Regions from separate parts of the Mus musculus genome. Here regions 1 and 2 are each linked to region 3. The links are chromatin contacts, called in public Hi-C maps. All regions are on one chromosome and are shown on one strand. Each heading gives the region's core, a stretch centred on a gene start, on an enhancer-like site or on the middle of the called end of the contact. The rest is flanking DNA. Distances are from core to core; before and after follow the strand shown. Region 1 overlaps Arsj (arylsulfatase J). Region 2 holds the start of Arsj (arylsulfatase J). Region 3 has its middle 88 kb from the start of Arsj.

Region 1 (2,908 bases), core at 173-2,672, 130 kb before region 3:
AGGAAGATCATGAAATTCAAGGCTACCCTTGGCTACATACAGTCTCTTGTGTCCTTTGTCTCCAGTGCAGGGATTACAGACATGCACAGGTTTGCTCTGGCTTCTTAGGTGTCTTCTGGAGTCCAGTCTCAGGCAGGTGTGCGAAGTTGCACAACATGCACTAACTACTAAGAACTGGCCCCTCACTCCAGGCCATCTGAGGTAGTTACTAATAATGGGTTCAATTTAATGTTCACCCAGGCTCTCCTTGCTTAGAATCTCAGAAAGTACAGAACCCCCCTCCCCCAGAGTTCGTCACACATGTAAGGATTGCTCCCCTCCTCTTGAGTTGGTTACTTTGCCAGGCATCATGGTCTGTGCTTGCCAGAGCTAACCTGGCACTTTGAGTTGAATTTAGTACTCTGGATGGGTTCTCAGCATTGCAGAATTCCATAGGACTATCCCCTTCCTCCATGGGAAGTTCAGTGTCTGTTGGCTGTACATCTTACTGTGTTCTTCCAAGCACAGAAAACTAAGATTTTTTTTTATCTTGGTTGTTTTTAAGCCAGCTTCCCCACATCTTGTAGAAGAATCATCTATTTTCTTGATCTTTATCGAGAATTTTCTATTTCTTGAGCCTTTCCCTCAATCTTCCAGCTATTTGTAAGTCTTAAAAATATTTGCTTTCTCATCAAAGTATTACTGCACCCTCCTGTTAATTTTAGTAAATTTGTGTCTTCGTGTGAATTATGTTTGAGTTTGAGGTAACAGTACTTGTGTTAATGACAAATACTAAAGTACTTTGGATGGCAAAAATCAACATTTTGTTCATTACTCACTGTATTTTAAAATTTAAATCAATCACCTTTTTTATAAATTTTCCTTATTGAAACTAAGGTATAACATATGTTTAACTTTCCCTGATAGCGTTATGTTAGAACAAACTTAAACAATGTTCTTTTTGCATGCACTTTGTAAATAATACAAAGTTGCTTTTAATGATCGATAATGCCTTTTGTGACTTCCATGCAACCAATTGGCTAACAAAGGAGAATGTTTAATCATGGCGCCTGTAGTAATTAGTATAAATTTCTAATGTTTAAACTGCTTCTCTTTTTGACATGGCACATTTTACACCTTCAGTATCTTGATTTCCTTCATTTTCATGAGTCTTAAATATCTATTATTAATAATTTAATACATGGATATATGTTTAAAATGCAGCATGTAATTTAATCTACTCTGTGCAACGATTCAACTAACTGTTCTTATAGTCCTTAGAAAACCAAGGGTTTCAGTGGGAGGATAAACCCCGGGTGAGGCAGTACTGAAAGCAGTCACTAGAGGGCAATAGAGGGTAAAGAAATAAGTCCCAAGCTGAGGCCTGGTCAAAAGGACAAATAGACCAATTGTACCATTTAAGATGGGCAGTGAAGGCCAGTTCCCAGCTCTTTGTAGGAGAGGTTAATATCAGTCAGGCCTATCCTCAAATTCCACCTTAAAAGTGAATCATAAGAGGACTATCGTGTTCAAGTCAGCTAGTAAGCTCTCAACCACTCACAAAGCAATGCAATCTACCAAATCTAGGGCAGATGTCAGACAATAGCTATGAAACGAAAGTCTTGGAGTAATGGTTGAAGTGGAAGTCTGATTTCAAAGCTAAGATCAAAATGGTGTAGACTCAGCATTCATAGACTCAATGTGTTGACTACTTACCACATGTCTATGAGAGAACCCAAAAATTCTTCCATGGCTGGAACAACTTTATAAAGGAGTATCATGCCTATTTAACTAGAAGGAAACTGGGAACAGGGTGGTAGGAATTTAGACAGCATAGCCATGTTTGATATGAGCAGAAGACAGCATAACTCTATTGCACAGACTATGTTAAAAGACTGTAGGCTTGATGCTTTAGTCATTAGAATGTCTGGGAGGAAACTTGGCTGGGGGCTTGGAGTGGGGGATCTGATGGCACTCTGCTCCAAGACCTGACCCTCCCTGTTAGTATCTGTAGAGAGTCTGTCTTCTCACTAGTCACTCACAGTCTGAAGTTCACTGTATAGTGGTCGACGACACGAACAAAACTATTGACACATGTGGTTTTCTTTAAAGTCTTGAGGAAAACATATAACCTATAAGTATAATAGATAACTTAGTTTACTTGTATGCATTTAATAAATGTAAGTGCAAAGTACAGTATCGATTCTAACATCAGATAAGATATGCACCATTTCCCCCAAGTATTGGGTACATAAGTACCATCCTAGACCAATGCACTGAAAATACATGAAGCAGTTAAGGGTGGGTACGCTTCGAGGGCTAAAAACACGTTGAATTTGTCCATCTGTAAATCTAGGTGGGTGGATAAATACAGTTTAAGTTAAAATGATTGGTGAAAGCTCAATAAACGAACCTTTAAAGAACTGACTAAAATGACAAAGACCAAGTACTCAGAAAAATAAAGGTGACTCCAAAGGTTAACTCATGAAATGATAAGGTCCCTGGTGTTGTAGACGCATGGCATGAGATTGAATGAAACTGTTTGAGAAGGCCTACAACTCAAAAGAAAGTATTCCTAGTATTCTATGTATTTCTAGAACACTCTAGAATGAGCTATACGTAACTGTAGTAAGCACCATTCTTTTTATAAAGTCCAGTTTTCTAGAGTTTAACTGTTCTGCGCCTCTAGGATCTTCCTGAGCACAGGAGGATGTAACTGTTTGGAATTTTCTACAGGGACTTCTGGTTTCCAAAAGGGGCTAACATTTAAAAAATCTGAGTGAATTTGTTATATATCTAGATAGATAAAAGCTATTAACAATGACTTCCCACGGCTCTACCCCTTTTCAGTCACAAAAAAAAAGCAATATTCCTTTCAACTGATTCAGTTTTCCCCTGAAATTAACACTTAATTTGCTGAACTTATTAA
Region 2 (2,816 bases), core at 127-2,626, 88 kb before region 3:
AACCAGTTTTAAATAAAGGCCTAAGAGTTTTCCAAGTAATACATAAAAGTGGTAACACTTACTTTCCGGTAATAAACTGGCTCCTGGACGGTGTGCAAATAGGCTGGACATAGTAGTTCTCTAGCTTAACTCCTTCTGCAGCGAGTTTATCAAGGGTGGGCGTCTTTATCTCAGATCCGTGGTAACCCACATCTCTAAATCCCTGATCATCAGCTAAGATAAAAATGAGATGGGGCTGGGAGGTGCCTGCTGTGCCTGCTTCAGGTCTCTCATCAACTTGAGCTTTTAGGGACCCCTCCTCTTCTAAGTCCTGGCCCCAGCACAGGTAGCCATAGGTGAGCAGGCTGAGGACCGAGAAGCCTGCCAGGGCACCCATCGCTAAGAACTTTCCAGACCAGGCCCAGGCCTGTGGAGATAGCGGAGGCAGAGGCTCCGCACTGTCCCTGGGGGCCATTCACTCTGGTCCCACAGGAGACTCCACAAGCAGAACCCTGCCCCCTTTGCTGCTGCTGGTCCACTCATACATGCGAAGGGGTAGAGACAGCTGAAGGAAGGCTGCGAGGGAATCCTGCTCCCTTCCCCAGATGCCACCACTTCCCACAACTTCAATCCTCTGGAGGTAACGGTTTAACTCATGAACATTGGAAAAACTAGAAGGGAGCAGATGTCCTCTTCACTGACTTGCAGTTCTTTACTTTTCAATTTTTCTTTTACCTCCTAACATCACCCGGCAGCTTGCAGGAAAGAAAAAAAAAGTTAGCATCTTCACCCAAAAGTTCTCACGAAGAAATAATAAAAATAATAAAGGACAAGAAAGGGACTGAGAGCCACACAGGACAGGAACGTCTGGCAGTCATATCATCCTCCACATCTTCGGGGAGCAGGACTGTGTCCATGCGCAGGCAAGCACCAGGCGTGGTGGGACTGACATCGGTCCAGCGTTCCAGGCACCCGGGAAGCCTTGCCAAGTTGCCCCAAGGAACCCCTTGCTTATGGATGAATGACAGGCTGAGCCGAGGGGACCTTCTTCCTGCTGGCCGCTACTCCTACCTTTTCAAGGCTAGTTCCCCATTTTCCGCTGAGCGTTTGTCAATCTTCTTGACCCCTCTCCGGGCCCCCGAAGTGAGAAAGGATCCTGCCCCAGCCGGCCTCCTCTTCAGCAATTCCTTCTCTACCCCGAAGCGCTTGGGGACATTCACAGAGTCCTGGGCGGCGATCGCAGAGCGCACGTGTCCCCTGTGGGTGCTGCAGCTGCTCCAGCGTGCCCTTGGGTGGCTGACTTAGTTCTAGCCATCTGTGCTTTCCTCCTCTGTTCGCCAGGCAGTCGCAGCCGGAGATCCATGCTTGCTGGTTGAGGGCGGGCCCAGGCCGGGGAGGCGCTGGCTCTCCGCCCTCCTTTCTGCGAGGAAAAGGATGGACCCGAGAAGGGCGGCTTTGCTGCGGGGCGGCTCCCTGGGGTCCCCAGTGAGACTCCTCAGTGCAGGTGAAAGACCATCTTTCTGTGGGTCTGCCCATAGACGATGCCCCTTGTCCATCCCGAAACGTTGGAAGCTACTGGAGCGAGTGAGAAGAGAGCAGGAGAATCAACAGATGGCACAGAACACTCTGTGGCTGGTTTTCCTTCATTGCTCAACTACTGCACCCCCCCCCCTTCCACCCGCCACCCATTCCCATCCCTCCCTGGCTTTGCCGTTTCTTTTCTTTTCTCTTTATTTTTACTGACAGCCACAAGTGCAACTTTTAAACTAGTACTTTTTCTGTCAACAGTTGACTTTTCCGGTCTCATCACTCTCTTCCTTAGTGAAGATGTTAAGAATGTAGGCTTTCTGCCTCTCTCCAAACTTGGTTTTTCCCGCCAAGAATGTAGAAAGAGAGGAAGGTTACACCCCGAAGAAGGAAGCCCATCTGTCGCATAGTGTCGAGTCAGCGATTCATGCGCTAACCTGGAACTTACTACATACCTGATGGTAACTCTGAGCATCTGATGCTCCTGTCTCCACTTCCCCAGACTGTAAGATTTCTCGAAGCCAGGTTCATATAGTGTTGAGTGAACACACACACACACACACACACACACACACACACACACACACACCCTCGGCGTACTGTCATATAATGTTGAGTCAACCCCATGCCATCTGCCAGCTGAGCTCTGCCTCCAGCCTTTGGATTTGTTTTGTAGTGAACATAATATCACCGTGTATTCTCTTCTCATTCCTCCCCTCTCTCTCCCTTTCTCTCTTTCCATTTATATCTCCTTTCTTTTGTTTCTCTCCTCTCCCTACAATAAAAGATTGCTTTCACTGAGAAAACATACTTTATTTTTTACCATAGTTAGAACCGTTTAAAACACTGCCCAGAGGCAGGATCTTTATAGAAGAGGCATCAATGCCAAAAGCGGTGTATATATATGTTATTCCCAATGTTTTCAACACTTTCTTACTGAACACCTAGTATAGCCTGGCATACAACATGCAAGATTCAATTAATGACTAAGTCATAATTCCAAGTTTCATTTAGCTGTTACTTTTAATTCCCTTCTGCTATTACACAGTTCCTGTCAACTTTGCAGGCAAACTTGGTGAAATGGAAACTTAAACTGGGAGACAGAATGCTGTTTCATGCAGCTAATTTTGCCAACATGAGCAGGCAGTGGCTTATTCTGGCTGCTTCCAGGAGAGACGTTGAGATTTAGAAGACATGCTTAGAATTGAGAGTAACAACTCTCTAAGTTTAAATTTCCAAACATTTAAAAAGAGTCAGTTCTACTGGGAGATTAAAAGCACAGAGAGGTAGGGATTCCGACTTCACTGGTC
Region 3 (2,700 bases), core at 192-2,691:
GTTACTTCTGACTCTCTGCTTGGCTTAGAATAAATAATAGCATTTAAGTCTGCAGTATGACTATAGACATAGCAGTTCATACAGCATTTTATCCTGAGACAACCTCAACTAGTTATCAACGATAATAAGTGTTTGAAAGCATTGTTTTTCAACATTGCACTAGTATAAATCTTTAAAAATTCTTTATAAAGCAAATGTTGAGGGTAAAGAGGAATGAGTAAGCAGGTGAGAGTACTTACAGCTCTACCAGAGGATCAGGAATCTGCTCCCAGCTGCAGCTCACAATTATCAGAAAAATCTGATAGCATCTTTTGGTCTTGACAGCACCAAGGACACACATGGTACACAAACATGCATGCTAGCAAAACTTCCATACACTTAAAATAAAAAGTAAATAAATTGCTTACAAACTTTGCAGTATATTTTTACTAATTGTGGAAATTGAACTGGGACATCTTTTCCATGAATATGTTGCCATCATCAATTTGCTTTTGGGTAAAGCTGATAATTTTGCACTAGTTCATCTACCCATTTCTTTAGTTTTATGCTCTCTCCTCTCTCCCTCTCCTGTCACTTCCCTCCTCCTCTCGATCCTCTTCTTCCTCTCCCTGTCCCTCCTCGTCTTCTCCTTCTCCCTCCTCATCGCCCATATTCTTTCACAGTGGATGTACACTATGGGTCAGGGACTATGTACCCCACGTTTTATTTTATTAAATATCTTCAACTGTCACAAGGCCTAATCTTCACAAGGGAGCAAGAAGTAAACAAGTCATAAATATAATATGGGCATAAGAAAATAAGCCAGAACTTGTATTTTAGATTTAAATTGTGTTTTGAACAACAAAGAAGTTTTGGATTTTCTTCAAAGATTAAAAGAGGCAACTTTTTTTTTACAGAAAGCAAAATGGGGACTCAGGGTTTACAGATTGTAATCATGCTGGCTTCTCTGTGGTTTAAAGCCATAAAGCAAGAGACCATTAAATGTTGTTTTAAAAGGCTGAATAAGACTTGACATAGGCCATTGGCATTTGATGACTGGCACCCGCCTACTCTTAGTTTTGTTTCTCTCAGAAGAATGTACAGGAGGAACCTCACTGAACGGAATCCAGGCCAAGCAAACATATGGTAACAGATAGCTTTCAGATGAGGTAATTTTGAACTGAGATTTCTCAGAGAATTGCTTTTCCCTGAAGACTTTTTATAACAGGATCTTTAAATTCTAGCCATAAAAAAGCTGAAGAAAATGACCCTCTAAAAATCTAAGAATATGCTCAATTCTGTTCTCTGAAATTAATTCTGGGAAGATATCCATATTATTTTAGAATAGCAAACAGATTTCTCTGGTGGACTTGTGCCAGGTAAGAGGTAATGCAGATGTGATGTGCTCTGCTCTATTGTGGAAGCATGAAGCATCCCTCTGATGACTCAGGAGAAGAAAGCATGGCCTTCTTTCACCAGGCTGCAGGGAAACTATCCTGCTACAGCATCACTGTCTGCAGGTTGGTATATGGTCAAGTGTGTTACCACTGCATACGATTAAACTGCATGGTTAGAATCTTATGTGGAAAATAAAACAAAGTGAAATAAATCACCGTTATAGTATTCAAAACTATGCATGTTAAGCACTGTGTCAATGTAGCCATCATCTCATATTAATATAAACATGTTGACTGGCTAAACAAATAAGACTTTGTGATGATGACTTAATGCTTTGTTAATTTAATAGCCATGTATTAATGTTAAAATAGATAGACATGGCCTTAACAGTAATAACCAATTGGTCCTTAAAAATAAGATAGCTGTGGCATTGACTTTATCATATTGCATGGAACAGCTTGCTTCCTTGATCACATTTAGTCTGTGAGATGGTACCATTATTAATTTTTTACATTCAAAGAACCTGAAGCACAGCGAGATTAAGCAATGACTTCAAAGTCACAGTTAAATTTTTGTGGAGCTAGGATTTAAGGTCAGACACATTTTACTTACTTATTTACTTACTTATGTATTACTTTTGAGACATGGTATTACTATGTAGTTAGCCCTAGGTAGCCTGGAACTTGTTATGTACACCAGACTGATCTTGAACTCAGAGATTTGTCTTTCTTTGTTTTCTGAGTACTGGGATTAAAGATGTACACAAGAGTAGAGCAATAATAATCTCTTGGAGGAAGTAGCACACGTATTATGCTTTCAAAAGCAGTCATGGTTTGATGAATTCCTGATATGTCCTCAATGAATGACTCCAGGGATGAAGATGTGTGGCAAACACTTTAAAATATTCAAAGGAAAAGGAAAAAAAAACCTATAGCACTCAATGATAACAAGACTGTCTGTAGAAGGAAAATATAAATACATTCAAGACTGTTAACTGTAGCTTTGAGGAGTAAACAGCATTCCTGGAAAAGGAGGATTGTGTTATAGGGAGCCCACCAGAGAAGACCATGCAGACACAGTTTACAATCAAGAGAGAGTCTTTATTCTAGCTGGCTGGGATTACACTCAGATATTTGTGACTGAACTAAAGCATAAGCATTTCGAGCAAGGAGTTTTTAAAAGCAAAAACACCAGCCTGTCCAATGGGCCTCTCTTTCCAGTGATGGCCGACTAGGCCATCTTTTGATACATATGCAGCTAGAGTCAAGAGCTCAGGGTTACTGGTTAGTTCATAATGTTGTTCCACCTATAGGGTTGAAGATC

Evidence for each region. A called contact is a pair of places that touch in the nucleus more often than the background predicts.
Region 1: a Hi-C map of embryonic fibroblasts shows a contact between it and region 3, with 3 times the contacts expected there. The contact joins two enhancer-like sites. A contact is called at or near these places in 12 of 484 Hi-C or Micro-C datasets (the C2C12 cell line, cerebral cortex, embryonic fibroblasts and 4 more).
Region 2: a Hi-C map of the C2C12 cell line shows a contact between it and region 3, with 2.7 times the contacts expected there. The contact joins the promoter of Arsj here to the enhancer-like site in region 3. A contact is called at or near these places in 2 of 39 promoter capture datasets (the 3T3-L1 cell line and stem cell-derived epiblast-like cells), 1 of 15 datasets of contacts at CTCF or cohesin (the NIH/3T3 cell line), 4 of 484 Hi-C or Micro-C datasets (the C2C12 cell line, adipose-derived mesenchymal stem cells, cerebral cortex and 1 more), 2 of 115 datasets of contacts at active chromatin or transcription factors (PVALB interneurons and neural progenitor cells) and 1 of 9 other capture datasets (embryonic stem cells).

What each region holds. Positions count from the first base shown.
Region 1 is chr3:126,401,460-126,404,367 of GRCm38.p6, reverse strand. The region is part of intron 1 of Arsj (arylsulfatase J); the gene reads right to left. The region is part of intron 1 of Gm35351 (a long non-coding RNA gene); the gene reads left to right. Among named protein-coding and RNA genes, the nearest start is that of Gm35351, 4.3 kb to the left of the region's middle. Within about 2 kb of position 1,422, at least 16 of the 459 cell types and tissues checked have an H3K27ac peak or open chromatin away from gene starts, as enhancers often do. A contact at or near this core is called in the C2C12 cell line, embryonic fibroblasts and tail fibroblasts, where this site is marked.
Region 2 is chr3:126,362,412-126,365,227 of GRCm38.p6, reverse strand. It overlaps Arsj (arylsulfatase J), which reads right to left and starts at 1,376. Exons shown (of 2, transcript NM_173451.3): 1 at 63-1,376. The coding sequence starts at 454.
Region 3 is chr3:126,274,897-126,277,596 of GRCm38.p6, reverse strand. No RefSeq gene overlaps it. Among named protein-coding and RNA genes, the nearest start is that of Arsj, 88 kb to the left of the region's middle. Within about 2 kb of position 1,441, at least 36 of the 459 cell types and tissues checked have an H3K27ac peak or open chromatin away from gene starts, as enhancers often do. A contact at or near this core is called in the C2C12 cell line, the NIH/3T3 cell line, adipose-derived mesenchymal stem cells and 2 more, where this site is marked.